Regions from separate parts of the Arabidopsis thaliana genome. Here region 1 is linked to region 2. The links are chromatin contacts, called in public capture Hi-C maps. All regions are on one chromosome and are shown on one strand. Each heading gives the region's core, a stretch centred on a gene start, on an enhancer-like site or on the middle of the called end of the contact. The rest is flanking DNA. Distances are from core to core; before and after follow the strand shown. Region 1 holds the start of CLC-C (chloride channel C). Region 2 holds the start of RUS6 (root UVB sensitive protein (Protein of unknown function, DUF647)).

Evidence for each region. Capture Hi-C pulls out chosen DNA fragments and counts their contacts.
Region 1: a capture Hi-C map of shoot shows a contact between it and region 2, with 4 times the contacts expected there. The contact joins the promoter of CLC-C here to the promoter of RUS6 in region 2. A contact is called at or near these places in 3 of 26 Hi-C or Micro-C datasets (cotyledon, leaf and rosette leaf), 1 of 2 datasets of contacts at active chromatin or transcription factors (shoot) and 3 of 3 other capture datasets (root, seedling and shoot).

Annotation. Positions count from the first base shown.
Region 1 is chr5:20,290,849-20,297,249 of TAIR10.1, forward strand. It overlaps CLC-C (chloride channel C), which reads right to left and starts at 1,584. Exons shown (of 8, transcript NM_124367.4): 1 at 1,090-1,584; 2 at 390-590; 3 at 16-193. The coding sequence starts at 1,295. It overlaps AT5G49900 (Beta-glucosidase, GBA2 type family protein), which reads right to left. Exons shown (of 21, transcript NM_124368.4): 20 at 6,242-6,401; 21 at 5,670-5,884. The coding sequence ends at 6,387.
Region 2 is chr5:20,247,826-20,255,174 of TAIR10.1, forward strand. It overlaps RUS6 (root UVB sensitive protein (Protein of unknown function, DUF647)), which reads right to left and starts at 1,797. Exons shown (of 13, transcript NM_124360.4): 1 at 1,302-1,797; 2 at 1,113-1,211; 3 at 927-1,040; 4 at 753-824; 5 at 569-679; 6 at 348-467; 7 at 47-148. The coding sequence starts at 1,607. EXO84B (exocyst complex component 84B) reads right to left here and starts at 7,264. Exons shown (of 7, transcript NM_124361.5): 1 at 6,801-7,264; 2 at 5,996-6,093; 3 at 4,765-5,785; 4 at 3,856-4,371; 5 at 3,453-3,641; 6 at 3,221-3,357; 7 at 2,594-3,134. The coding sequence starts at 6,941. The coding sequence ends at 2,978. It overlaps AT5G49840 (ATP-dependent Clp protease), which reads left to right and starts at 7,348. Exons shown (of 15, transcript NM_001344859.1): 1 at 7,348-7,349.

The DNA.
Region 1 (6,401 bases), core at 334-2,833, 43 kb after region 2:
GTTTGGGGATCTTACCTTAACAAAGAGGGTGCTTGGAGCTAATATTGAATAAGCATCTATACCATTGAGATATGCTTTAACCTCAGGTATGCCAGATCCTGCCGCCGCAGGAGCAATAAAAGCACAGAGTGAAGCAGCAGCAGTTGCCAAAATTAAGTTACAACCAGCAAATGCAAAAAATGCCTGGAAATATCTGCAGTATTTGAGAAACATCCGATGTCATTTATCATTCTGATCCACACATATATCCCTGTGAGCCTTAATTCTCATAACAGTATTAACCATTAAGAAATTTAGATATAATCAGTGAATAAACAGTAACTGAAACAGGATAGAAAGTGCTAAAAAATGGCGTAGAAGCAGAGATAAACAACAAAAGCTAGACTTACTTTTCCTTGAGCATGAGATTACCGATGAGCAAGAGTTTAAATCCAGCTATATTCTCAACACCAAGGTTATTCAAAAAGCCAACAAGTCCAGTAGCTAAACCAATAAGAAAAGCAAGCGCCCATTTGAGAAACGTATACTGAAGTATCTCAATCTTCTTCCTAGACCTCCAGTCTTGCTTGAAAAAATCATTTTCGAAGATCCTGCCAAATAAAAATCCCAAGTCAAGATCCTGATATGTTTACATAAGCTATAATCATTCACACCAAATTAGGCAAGACACCAGTAGGAGACACACACAAAGACAAAAAGTCAAATTCAGTCTGAAACTATGATTGCATCATCATAAAGACCCCAAAAAGATTTGCACTTTTCTCAATCTAATAGATTGTATAGCATACCTATTGCTAGGTGAAGTGGCTATGATGTCTCTCAAAAGCTAAAAGCTTCAATTTTTACCCAAAAGTATTAAAAATGAAAACATTATGATTTAAAAATTATACATGGGATGGGACCCAAAATGTTACATAATCCAAAACTTCATAGACTCATAATCAAATTTGAGATGAAGTTTAAAAACTAATCGAAAACATTTAAGCATATTAAAGTCTAATTGCCAAAGTTAAAAACTTTATCCAGAAAAAAGAACGAAACATCAAGTTATGTGCAGAAGAAAAGAGAAGAGGGAGAAAAAGGACAGACTCGTAATCAAGGCTTTCGATGGGACAAGTATTAGCTCCGACAATAGCGATCTGAGAAGTTGTGTTCTTTCGATTCCTAGCGAGAAGAGGCTGTCGAAATCCGACAGATCCATCGTCTAGAATCCCAGATATCTTCCTCTCGAAACCATGTAAAGCTCCTCCTTCAACCTCTATATCATGATGGTCTCCTTCGTGCCGATCATCCATCTCTCCTCCACGATCTTGTTTTTTTAAGAAAATAAAATTGTTTGTTTTCGATTTCCGATCAGATTACAAAGCCACAGAAATGGAAAGCTATATAATTGGGCACGAGATTCCTGGAATCATGAACCTCTCGCGCTCAAGCAGATGCTAAAAAGTCGATTTTTTTATTGTTTTTTTTTCTTTTTTGTTTTTTTTTGAGGGAGGTCGTAGAGTGGTATGGGTCAGGAATTTTGTTTTTTTATTTGATCCTAATTTAGGCAAAACTAAACTCTCTTTCTTTGTTATGATTTTCATAAGGATATATTCTTCTAAATAAATAAAAAAGTCAATAACAAAAAAAAACTTGCATAAATAAATTATCTAATTATGAAAATTTTCATAGTATTGTTTTTGCCCAACAAATTTGTATACAATCGTGATATTTTATGGGGGAAAAAACTATTTGTTTTTTATATATATTATTTTGAATTGATTTTTCATAAATAATTTCTCTCAAATTTTACAACTGTGTCCGATATACTTATATAAAAATAATATATGTATATTTTTTTCACATGATCTTGTAAAGTTTGTTTTGATTCTAACTCAATTACAGATATTTTTGAAATCTTACTTCTCATGTGTGTTTATTTAGTTTCTAGATATGAAAATTTTGTTGTTAAAATTTTATAATGATTTTTAGTTCCCAAAACTGGATTTCAACAAGAAACCAAATGAGCCCAAACTAGGGTAGACATCGTCCAATTATACGAACCACTGTGTATTTGCCAGACTTGTTGAAACATCACACAATTCAAGAGAAGAACAAAATCTATTGGATTTAACATTAAAACCAAAACAAAAAACAACATCTATTGGTTAGAAAGTCTTTTAAACTTTTATGAGAGGTGGCTACTGGCTAGATCCAATCAAATTAAGATGTCTTTGGTGTAAATCAGTTGATCCTTCTCTTTTTTTTTTTTTTTTAGTTATTAGATCAACAAGGTATGCATTCACTTTTTAACAATTCTTCTTATTCATGCAAGATGGAGAAACACGATAAAGAAATGCAGATATTGTTTTCCTTTAGTTATGGAACCTGACCTTGACATATTTTATTATTGCAAAAATTTATGGGGAAATTGATCGGATCCAATCGTTTATTGTCTCATCAAAATCATGGTTTCCTACCGAATTAATTTCTTGATTGTGTTGTAATACACATGTTGAATTCATTCCAAGGAACACTCTCAAGTTTTAATAGATTGTGGGGTTAGTTTTAAAATCTGCCACAACTGTATAATTATTAATCAACTCGATCTTTGTTTTGATGGTTTTTCAACATTTGATAGGCCAGTCGACATCTTAGTGTCTCCACTTCTTTTATTTTGAGTATAATGGTGAAAGCCACAACTAAGATATATTAACATCCGCAATGAGTTAATGTACTCACGATAGTTGAACTTTGTTTGGAAGCTCCTAACTCTCTGTTTTTTTTTTTTTTGATCAAGCGGAAGCTCCTAAATCCTATCTAGCTAAAAGACCATCATCTCCAATGTATGTTTTTTACTCTAGAATATAGTAATTCTAAAATAGAGTAGGGGTTTTCTCAAATGTATCATTTTATTATATTTTATTCTAAAAAGAATAGAGTAAACATTAGAGTTACTCCACATATATATAGAGTAATCATATCCTTTACTGTGTTTTAGAATGATGTATAGAGTGTGGAATTAAAAATGATTTTACTCTAATAAATATAGAGGGAAAATTTAAGTGGAGTTGAAGACACCCTAAGATATCTACAAAAAAAATGATTGTGTTAAAACTATAGAAATCTTCGTTGACATGTTGCGGAATATGGATGCTAGTGGTACAAGCCATAACCTATATCTTTGTATACAAGAAAACAGTTTTATGGAATGCTTTTGAAATCAAATCATATGAGTTTGGATTTAAGGGCCGTTCGCGGGTGAGAGCAAGCGACGGGCACAACTGCAAGAGCACCGTGGGAATATCCTGAATATTCCAAAGGCCATACCATATACATGGTTGCAGATCTGAAGGATCTAGGATTTAAACTTTTAGGGTAGTTGCATTAATAACGTGGACATCAAGGTTCTAGGATAGAATTTTGAATCAATCTTCGTCGACTTATTGTCAGACTACCATTATTTATCAACTACAACGTGCATTTACTATATAAAAAATAGTTTTCTAGATTATTAATATAGTGTAGTGAAGTCTTAAACGCAACAATATATAGAACAGAAACATCATCAATATAAAATTAAGCATGTTTAATTAAATGATACATCGTCGGAATTATTTTTTATGCATCGGATAAACGTGTACGCATGAGAATGAACGTTTGCGTCAACTTTATCCCAAACATAAAGAACTAAAGAAGGATTCATTATCCTTTGCACAAAAGAAAAGAAACAAGAAAAAAAAATGATTCTTTTATCCATTAGAAAATAAAGAATTGAGCAGATTACACTATAATGCAATCCATATAATTTAGTCCTATACTTGTAATCATCAAATATATGTTAAGAAAATTAGGGATGGTTGAAGCTAGCCGTACTTAGATAATATAGTGGATGATATCATTGCCATAAATAAATTAGCAATGACTAACTAATGATGGTTTATTTCTAGAGTATTGGTCCAATGCCATAAAATGGTTTCAACTTAATAGTAATAATTACAAAATTTGAATTTAACTAGATTTCTCATTTCGATTTCTTAAATGGAGGAACAAATTGTAGATATGTCATATGTAATCTAATTTGTTCGTGCAGAGTTTTTGAGCAAAAAGTTATGCATGTGATTCTTGAATTAGTGAGAATTATTAAGGGCATCTCCATCAGTGAGATATTTTCTTGGTTTCTCAAAAAAGAAAGATATTAGTATTTTAATAAATATTAGTTATATAATTAAATTTTAACAATAAAATAATATTTGACCAATAAATGATATACAAGTGTTTTTATGGGTTTCTCAGAGTTTCTCACTTGAGAGACTAATTCTAGTCTCTCTCATACTTTTTGATTATATTTTATTTTTCTATTGAACAGTTTCTAAATGAGAAACCATTGATGGAGATGGTTAAACCACCAAAAAGTAAATAAGTTTGCACCAAAAAGAAAACTGTCAACCTCTCGGGACGCACCATGTGTGAGGGGAAAGAGAGTTTTCCTAAAAGACTTTGCAATGCTCAAATTAGAAAATAATAAAAAAGGGTTGGTTAAAGGAAAAAGCAAACGCATACAAAATGATTTGGATGTAAACAAGTGTGGATGTAAACAAGTGTGCAAGTGTTTGTGAGAATTTTGAAAGTTTCTTATTCTAGAGATAAATATTCTTCTTGAGAGAGATAATAAACTCAAGTTCAATCGCCTCTTTGAGTAAAGTTCATAGCTAAGTTTTGCAAGTCTTATGATTGCTAATGAGCTTAGTAATTAAATTGCTTTAGACATAAAGACATTCGGAACCGCTCTGCATGCCCTTGTGGGTTAACTAGTCAAATTCTACATTTAAATTCAAACTAAATCATAAATAAATTAATCATAAATTTTATAAATATTTGTATATTGATGTCGTTTACAAATTTTAGTGTTTTCTGTATGATTGATTATTCAAATTAATCTCTAAAGTTCGAGTTTTTGTTTGGTTAAAATAATTAAATAGTAAAGTAATAAGTATATTAAAGAGACAAATATAAAAAATATATAAATAAGTTGTTACTTTTTTAAGTCTATGTTTATTTTTCGAAAATTTAATTAATTTTGATATGAAACTTTCTTTAAAAATTGGACTATTCTACATACATTATAGCATTTGGAATAATGTATATACATTTATTAATTAAATTAGTTACATAAAAATACGCAAAAATAAAATAAAAATGAACTATTCATTTGACAGAGATCGTTAGTTTGAGTGGAAATGAATTTTAGATATCTAGTGACAGCATATACAGATAAATTATTAGAAGCTGGATCGAGCTTAAGAAAAATGTATGGACCTCTATCGAAATGTTTTTAAAAATCAATCAAAACAATCATCGGTGGTGGATGGTGGGGGGTTTGTGAACAATGGATGATGAAATGGTGGGCATGTGAACGGTGGATGGTAGTAACTTACATGGTGGATGGCTAAATCACGTATGGTGGATTGTATATTTTTGGATGGTGAATCGTTGAATGGTTGATTATGAATCCAATTTTTCTTCATTTGGTTTTTCTTTAAAAAATCTCATTTAGTAAATTGCGATGTTTTAAAAAGTGGTAGGGTTAAGCGGATGGTGATCAACGCCTAAAACAAATAATTGGAGTTTAAACTATTTTATGCGGTTAAGCATTTACAACATAAAAGGGATTTTTTTTTTTTTTTGACAAAAGGCTTCAATTAAACTTAAACCATAATCGGTACAATTGTTTTGAGGGCACATTTCGCGATAGCATCCGCTTCACGATTGTGATTTCTAGAGATGAAAGAAAAACTTGAGTGATGAAATTTAGAAGATAATTGCAGGATATCGTGGAAAATCCAGTGGAGTTCCAAAGGAGGATCCTTCGAGTTAATGGCTTCGATCAGTTGTTTTGAATCTGAAGCGATAGATAAAAGGTTATAAACATAATGTATAGATAAACGTTATACAAACATCCATTAGAAAAATAAAAATATTAAATCATTAACAAGAATTAGACCAAAATATTTACGTCGACGCGATTTTAGGCGGTTTAAGCTTTACACCAAAACATTTACGTCTACATTTATTTCTCACTTAAACCCAAAAATACATATTTCTCTAGTTATTTCAAAAATCAAAACTACCTACCGACATACTAAATTTTAAAACCTACCTATTTGACTAAACCACCCTTGTAAGAATCACTAGATGCCTTGATGCATGCACATCTAGAAACACATGTTTATGTTTATCCCTTGAATGGTGGAACTACCTTGTCAAAATTATGGAACGATAAATCTGTTTTGCTGAAAAAGCATTAAAGGTTAAACTTTCCACAGCACAAGAAGCAATAGTTATTAATCAAGGCCGTAATGTACGGAAACAATGAGTGATTGCATCATAACTGCAAAATGAATCTATGACATCATTCT
Region 2 (7,349 bases), core at 547-3,046:
CCAAGTACATAAAAAGAGATATACTTGAAACAGAGCTGGATTCTACCTCTTGGTACGAGCTCATGAGATAGCCACATGATAGAAGACCAAATGTTGTGACCAACGAAGGATTTCTTTTTGATATCAGGATGCTAAACCCAGTTCCCATCTTCACATAGAAAATAATAAAAACAAATGAAAATTTTAGAGCTCAAAAAGAGATCAAACAGAATCTATTTCGACCCTTAAGCAACAAGTAGCAAACTAGCAATGTAGCCACCTTTAGTTCAAATTTAATTCCGCTTGACAGATTAAACCAACAAAACACCCAAGAAACAATGAAAACTAATGTTGAAAAAGGGTCATACCAGATCTGCAATATTACCAACACACTCTCCTTTAGCAGTTACGTCTCCTATGTTTTCTCCTTTAGCAAAGGCTTTATAGATCGGTGTACGAGTAGACGTTGATGTTACTGCTGCAACATTCTGTGATAAAACAAATGATTGATACAAAAACAAAAATCAAAGACCAACAATAACATTGAAATCGAATAGCAATTATGAGTGATAAAAGATGATAAAACTACCTTAACAACATTAGCAGCACAAGCCAGTGGAAGAAAAAGATGTGGAACTGCAGCCGTCGCCAACTCTACACCAGCACCGAGCTCCATCAATAGATCACCAGCAAACCGTAACTGCAAGCCAAAGTGAGTTTAAACGTGAGAGAGAGAGTCAACCATCGCATTTGTTAAGTAATGGAATAAGTACCTGTTTCAAATCATAATCAAATTTCTTTCCCTGCCTCGCAAAAAGCATTTTCCCAACACGCCCAGCACCATCCTACAAGAATTACATTGATATTCAACAATGAGTGAGTAAGCCATGTTTTAAAGGATTGTTATACATGCATGATGCATGAAAGGATATACGAGAAAGGAAAACCTTGAGAATCCAATTGATGGCAACAGCAGCAGAAGCAGAACTGTTTCTTGAAGCTCCAACAGAATTAAGAAGAGTTTGAGTAGTAAACACACCCATAGCTCCACCAAAGAAATGCTACACAGTCAAAAAGATCAATCATTTACACTGAATTCTAAAAAAAAACTTTTAGAGAGTAACGAAACATACTTTCAAAGCTCTCCAAGTCATATAAGGAACATAAGACTCATTAACACTCCCAGGAAAGCCTTCAGGTACAACGTAAGATCTAAGAAACGAACCCACTTCCTGTAACAAATCACCAAAAACAAAAATTGAACACATTTCACATATTTAGGAAAATTCAAAAAAAGAGTTCATCAATGGAACAAGGCATACATCAAAAGGAGTCTGAGGAGACTCCAAGCTAATAGCACGAACTGAATTCTTCTTGAATCTCCCAGAACCATCGCTCTCAGCGACATACTTAAACCGACGGCCATCGATTTCTTCGCAACAGATCAATCTCAGAGTCGAATGAAGAAATTGAGAATCTGGAGGTGGAGGAGAGTGAGGAGGGAGATCATCAACGGGAGGAGAAGCGAGAGAGGCGCTGATTCGGAGAGTTTCACGGGAAAGGAGACGGACGGAGTCGGAGGCAATAGTGTCAGGTGGAGAATGGTGTGTGAGCTTGACGCTTGGCATTGTTGTTGTTGTAAATCTAATGAAGGATCGATGAAGAAGGGATTTTAATGGAGTGTCTCTCCGGCGGAGGAAACGAGGGAAGCTCTGTAGAAGAAGAAGCGAAACCAGTTGTTCCACAAACAAATTCACCTCCAATATTTTATTATTATATTTATCTCTTCTTTTATTCTTTTTAGTCCCACAGTGTATATCTGACAAAATAAAATAAAAATTCTGATCAAACTAGACATTTAAAATACTTTAAGTTACTTTCTCACCAAAAAAATAAAATATTTTAAGCTACATAATAGAAATAATCTATTGAATAAATTGTTGTGTTTTGCACCCTGATAATTCGATTTTTGTAACGAGGCAAATTTTGTTAATTAAATATCAGATTCAGCTCATAACATGTGAATGGTAAGTAAGCTGAAATCAAAATGTTCAGTAATGTAGTCTGATTGTGCCTCCTCCCACGTGATTATAGACTACTATCACTTGGAATTATCATTGGAAAAGTCATTACCTGAAATCTACCATAGAGCTATCAACATCACATCTTCCTTGCCATGTTTTATACATTCTGAGGCTCCGAATGGTGACTGCGTTTTGCGGTGCGGAAGAAGTGCGGTGCGGTTCAAATAGGAACGAAAATACATAGATACATATGTATATGTAAAGATTTTGATACTGTTACAGCACTGTTGCGATACGGTTTTGGTTACCATTCACAGCCTGAGTATCACCACCTACTTTTGTTTGTCATCTGTCAAAACATGAATCTCAAACATGTAGAGAAGCAAAGGAGGTGTTTGCATCAATGGCGAGGGATGACTCTAGCATCTCTAAGCCTCATTCGCGAATGATTATTGCCTTATCGGGCATGCGTGGCCAAATTACCAAGCCTTTAAGGGTCCATGTGGTAGGTAACCGTCCTTACCCATTATTCAAACTTTTGTACATCCCAAGATCCGACCCACCGTACCAAGAATTAGACTAGGAGTTTACACAACACGATTTACTTAAAACTAATTTACGCTATGAACTACATGATTCGAGTAGGAAATACAAAAAGTGAATCGTAAGATATCTCATTCAAGTTTGCTACATCTGATCCAATACCAAAACAGAAAGAGAGTGTATCATAGAGAAGAAAGATCAACACTCTCTTCAATATTTTAACCCAAAGAATGCATCCATTGAGAGAGAGAGAGGACCAATACAAGAAAACAAACATGTCAACTCAACAACATTTACACGCCCCCAAAATCATCTCATCAACAACTGGAGACTCTACAAAATAGAAAGCTTTTGGAAAAGCAGAGCTGAAAAGAGAAGATCAAAAGTTATTGACCATTCACCTTCTTAACAAATGTAAGATGGGTTTGGTTTCAATAGCTGCCATGAGATCTCGCTGATGAAACAGACTGAGCTGACACTGAAGCAGTCGGACTGTGGACATCCCCGTTGTTGCCCTTTGTCTTGCCACTCAATCTTTCCATCGCATCCACACATATGTCATTGAACCAATCGTCTTCTGGCAGCTCACTGCACATCATTCACAACCACATTTTAATCATTTATACTTACCATAAAGGCTAAAACATTGCAAAACACCCTCAAAACCGATGTACCTATATGGATCTATCCCTGTTGCGGTGAAAGCTGCTAAGGCTTTAGATATTATCTCATTAGTTCCCCTGTGCAAATTCCTCGATAGGTAGCGACCTTGGGATGCAAAGCATATGACAAACTTCATGTCCAAATACAGCTGTGACAGATGCAGGTTGTTTGTTAACAAAGGTACACAACAATTTCGATGCTCGCTGAATATACATATACAGAAGCAAGAATGAGTGTACAAACCTGCCGTAGGCCAAGAGGTCCCAAAGGTCGAGGACCTTCCTCAATGTCATCCCAAAAGCTCTGGTCTCCAGAAAGCCATAAGATCACAGTCTCTGTTAATCGCATCAACAAAGATATGGCGAATCTTTCTCTTCCTACAAACATATCTGCTGCTAGACTTGCCATCCTGTTAAGTTTGGCAAAAAGTTCCTGTTTTCCAACGACGCAACACCCAAAGTATAAGAATATTAAGCTAAAAAAGACAGAAAAAAATCATGTTCTTGAAGTGGACAGTAGACTATGACAAACATGGATTCAACTCTACAGTATCCAATCTGCCGATAAGAGTTCCCAAGTGACTACACATCTGGGTACAGTACTTCATAAAGGCTAACTGGACTGATGGAAATGAAACAACAACTACCTGGAATATCAGAGATGGAAAGAAGTCCACATCCTCGCCATTTTCATCTATGTTTACGTACATATCCGCAGACAGATGGCTATCTCCTTCCTCAGTAAAAATGAGATCCAAGGCATGCTGGCGACAAAACGCATCTTTTAACTTGTCAACAGTACTAAGTAAACGCCTCTTCCATTCTCGTTGTTCAGGATTACGATTTTGTCTGTCCAAAGGTCTCCTTAGGTCGTCTGTCCTCTGACCAGTCTGATCAAGAGAGAGTTTCATGGCAGCACGTGGAAGTAATTCATCCGCTAGCAATGATGCATTTGCGAGTAATGCAAGTTGGTTTGCCTCCGTCTCAGCCATTTGGACAATCTTATTACATGAACTTTCAAAATTTGGATCTTCTTCTTCTATCGAACCAGGAAGTGCTCTTACCAGCACATCTACATATGAGTTAAACACCCGAAACAGACCTTCCAGAGCTTTACTTCCCAATTGCATACTTAGCAGAGGTCCTACGTCCTCAAAGAAGTCCTGCAACAAAATACCATTATCAAAAGGATCTACTTGACAAATACATCCAAAGTTCATGACAGTCCACTTGGGAATCCTCTGCCTATCAGAGCAGCTAAGACAGAATTGGTACTGCCTAGAGTTTATAATAACTTTTCAGTGGGAACGCGAGTGCAAGTTCTAATCAATCGTCATCAACGATGGCTAGTCAATTTTACAGCTGATGTGTAAACTCATATTATAAGCAATTTTCATGGGATACTGGCATATCTAAGAGACACACCAGACGTCTAAGAGTGAAAAATATTTCATTTTTCTAGGCATGTCTGCATTTCCTAAGCACTTTATTTTTCTAGCACAACTTTAGAAAAAGGCTGAAAATTTCGGAGAAAAGTGTTTGTCAAGATAGTCTACCTGGACCATGAGATTAAACCGGTGGGCACTGGATGTAAGCTTATTCTGAAATGCTGTACTAGCATGACGACTACCAGCAGGAGGACTTGTCAGTACCCAATCATCTGCAGCAGCCATAGCTGCAGTGTTTTCTTCAATTCGCTTAAGATTTGCCTCCAATGCCTGTTCCACAATAGGCTTAAAGTGCTTTAAAAGCACTGGGCAAAGGGACAAACCACGAGCTTCCAACAAAGAACAATGCCCAAGAGCTATCTGTGCACACTCTGCGGCAGCTCTTAGTCCTCCCGCTGCTGCAGAAGAAGCTAATGCATGCCTTTTAACAAGAAGGGAAAACGCCTCTGTTTGCTTAGTAGCCCAAGTCACAAGTTCAGAACTATATGCTGGCTCTTTCCCAAAGATTCCCAATGAGTCACTAGAAGCTTGAGAGATAGCTGAGAACACAAGCTGAGAAAGTGCAGCAGTGTACGCCCCTCCATATGAGGTGCTAGAAGGACGAAGACTTTGCATGTTGTATTGATATCTCTGGAAATGGGCATCAAGAAGTACAGTATGGGCTCGAGGACCATCGCCAAGCCTTTTGAGAGCTGCTATGGCTGACCGAAGTTCCCCACCTCGAGTTGAAGGTTGACAAGCAGCCTTGGCAAGTTGGTCAGCTAATTTTTGCTTGCGTTCGGCAATAGCAAACTGAAGAGATGAAAGTACAGAAGAGCTTAAAGTATGCTTTTCGTTTGCTTGAGATACTAAAATTTCTCCCTCATCAAAAGCTGCCAGAGCTTCATCCACCCTTCTTTCAGCTAATAAAGCATCAAGGTGGTCAGGAAATTCCGTAGCCCATTTCTCCAGATCAGAGAGGCCGTTGTCCTCAAAATTCAATAAACCATTCGCAAGAGATTCATCAGAAACTTTATCGTCATCAATGTTAACTCCATCTGCTAAGCCATGGATTAGAGTCGCCTGAGTGGAGAGAAGATTTCTGATAGATGATAGCTCCCCCTCAAGATCTGATATCTCTTTAGATGTGCTGCACAGAACAGAAAAAAGTTTAATTTTCAAAATAACACACCGCCAAGAAAAAACAATAAGGTAGTGCGAGGAAAAAGAAGTCATATGCAAAACGCAAATGCACCAATACCCACAAGAAATGAAATAACTTGAAAAAGTAGAGCTTTATTATCACATCAACTTCAAAGAAAATAACCAAGCACTAAAAACAGACAGGATATCAGCTAACCGTATAAAGGCTGGATAATTAGCATAAACACTTCGCCGCATTTCTTCAGCAGATGCTCTCTTCAAATCCAATAGATACGAGCATAACTGCTTTATATCCTGTGAACCGAACAGAAATATGTCATCATCCCAAAATAACTGAGAAAAAACAAAGAGTCCAGCCAAGTAATCCAACAATCTATGTTAACCAAATCAAACACTACTCTTTTTGTAGTAAACTCTAGAAGGCCTAAACTAACTTTTCCCTCAGCTCTCTCACACCATCACAGAAAGTGACTACACAGACGAGACACCCTTTATACCCAATACCATAACCGAATTGAATCTTTTCTGTAACAGAAAACGAGAACAACAGATTCTGTCTCTGATACAAGACATAGTCATCCATGTATATTCACATGAGCTACATTCTGTATTACACTGAACACATCATTTGGCAAGCTAAAAGCTTATAAATGGGTACTAAACCTATCAGCATTTCTTAAGAGTAACATTTTTACATAATCATAATTCACAAACTGCCTTCAAACTCCAGAAGATCACAAGAACAACCATACAAGCAATGAGTATTGTTACATTGCTCATCATCTTCTCGAGCGTATAAAATCTGCTGCTACCTAATATCCATTCCACAATTACGATTTCCTACAGCTAAAACGAAATGCAACAAAACAAGAACACTGCGATGATACAATCCCAAATCTACGAACAAGTCCCCACAGACTCAGTCCTAGAAAATTCTCACTCGTGATAACAACAAATCAACGAGAATAAGAACACGAAATGATAAAAGAACAGAAAAAAACCTTCTCGTTGATAGAACATTTGGATTGCACATAAGCATCAGCATCGAACTTATCAGACTTGAACAGACTCAATCCTTCCTCGACTCTGACACCATTTTCCTTCGTCGGCGTAGCTTTTGATCTGGCCGTCTTCGCCGCCATCGTTAAACTTGCCTGTCTTCTCAGAGAAAACCTAAAATTTCACAGCGGTTCCAGATCAGCAATCCCAGTGATGCCGGTAATGTTACCGGAGAATTAAGCACAGATCTGAGGGAGCTCCTAGATACGGAGAGCAGATAGAGAAAGTGGGTAGAAGAAGATGATGATCGAGTTGGCAACCAGAGCGATTTAGCCAACGACGGTAGCTTGGCTTTTTCGTCTGCTTAAACAAACGAATTTTCTTGTTGAAAACTAATAAATAAAATAACGACTCTGGGTTTTTTTTACTGGATTTTTTACTAGTAAACGGCAAAACAGAAACCCTCTCATTTGCACGGAGGCTTTCCTTTATCCTTCACCTCTGCCATCACTTGAGCTAAACCGACGCCGTTTTAAAGAATGCTTACTTTA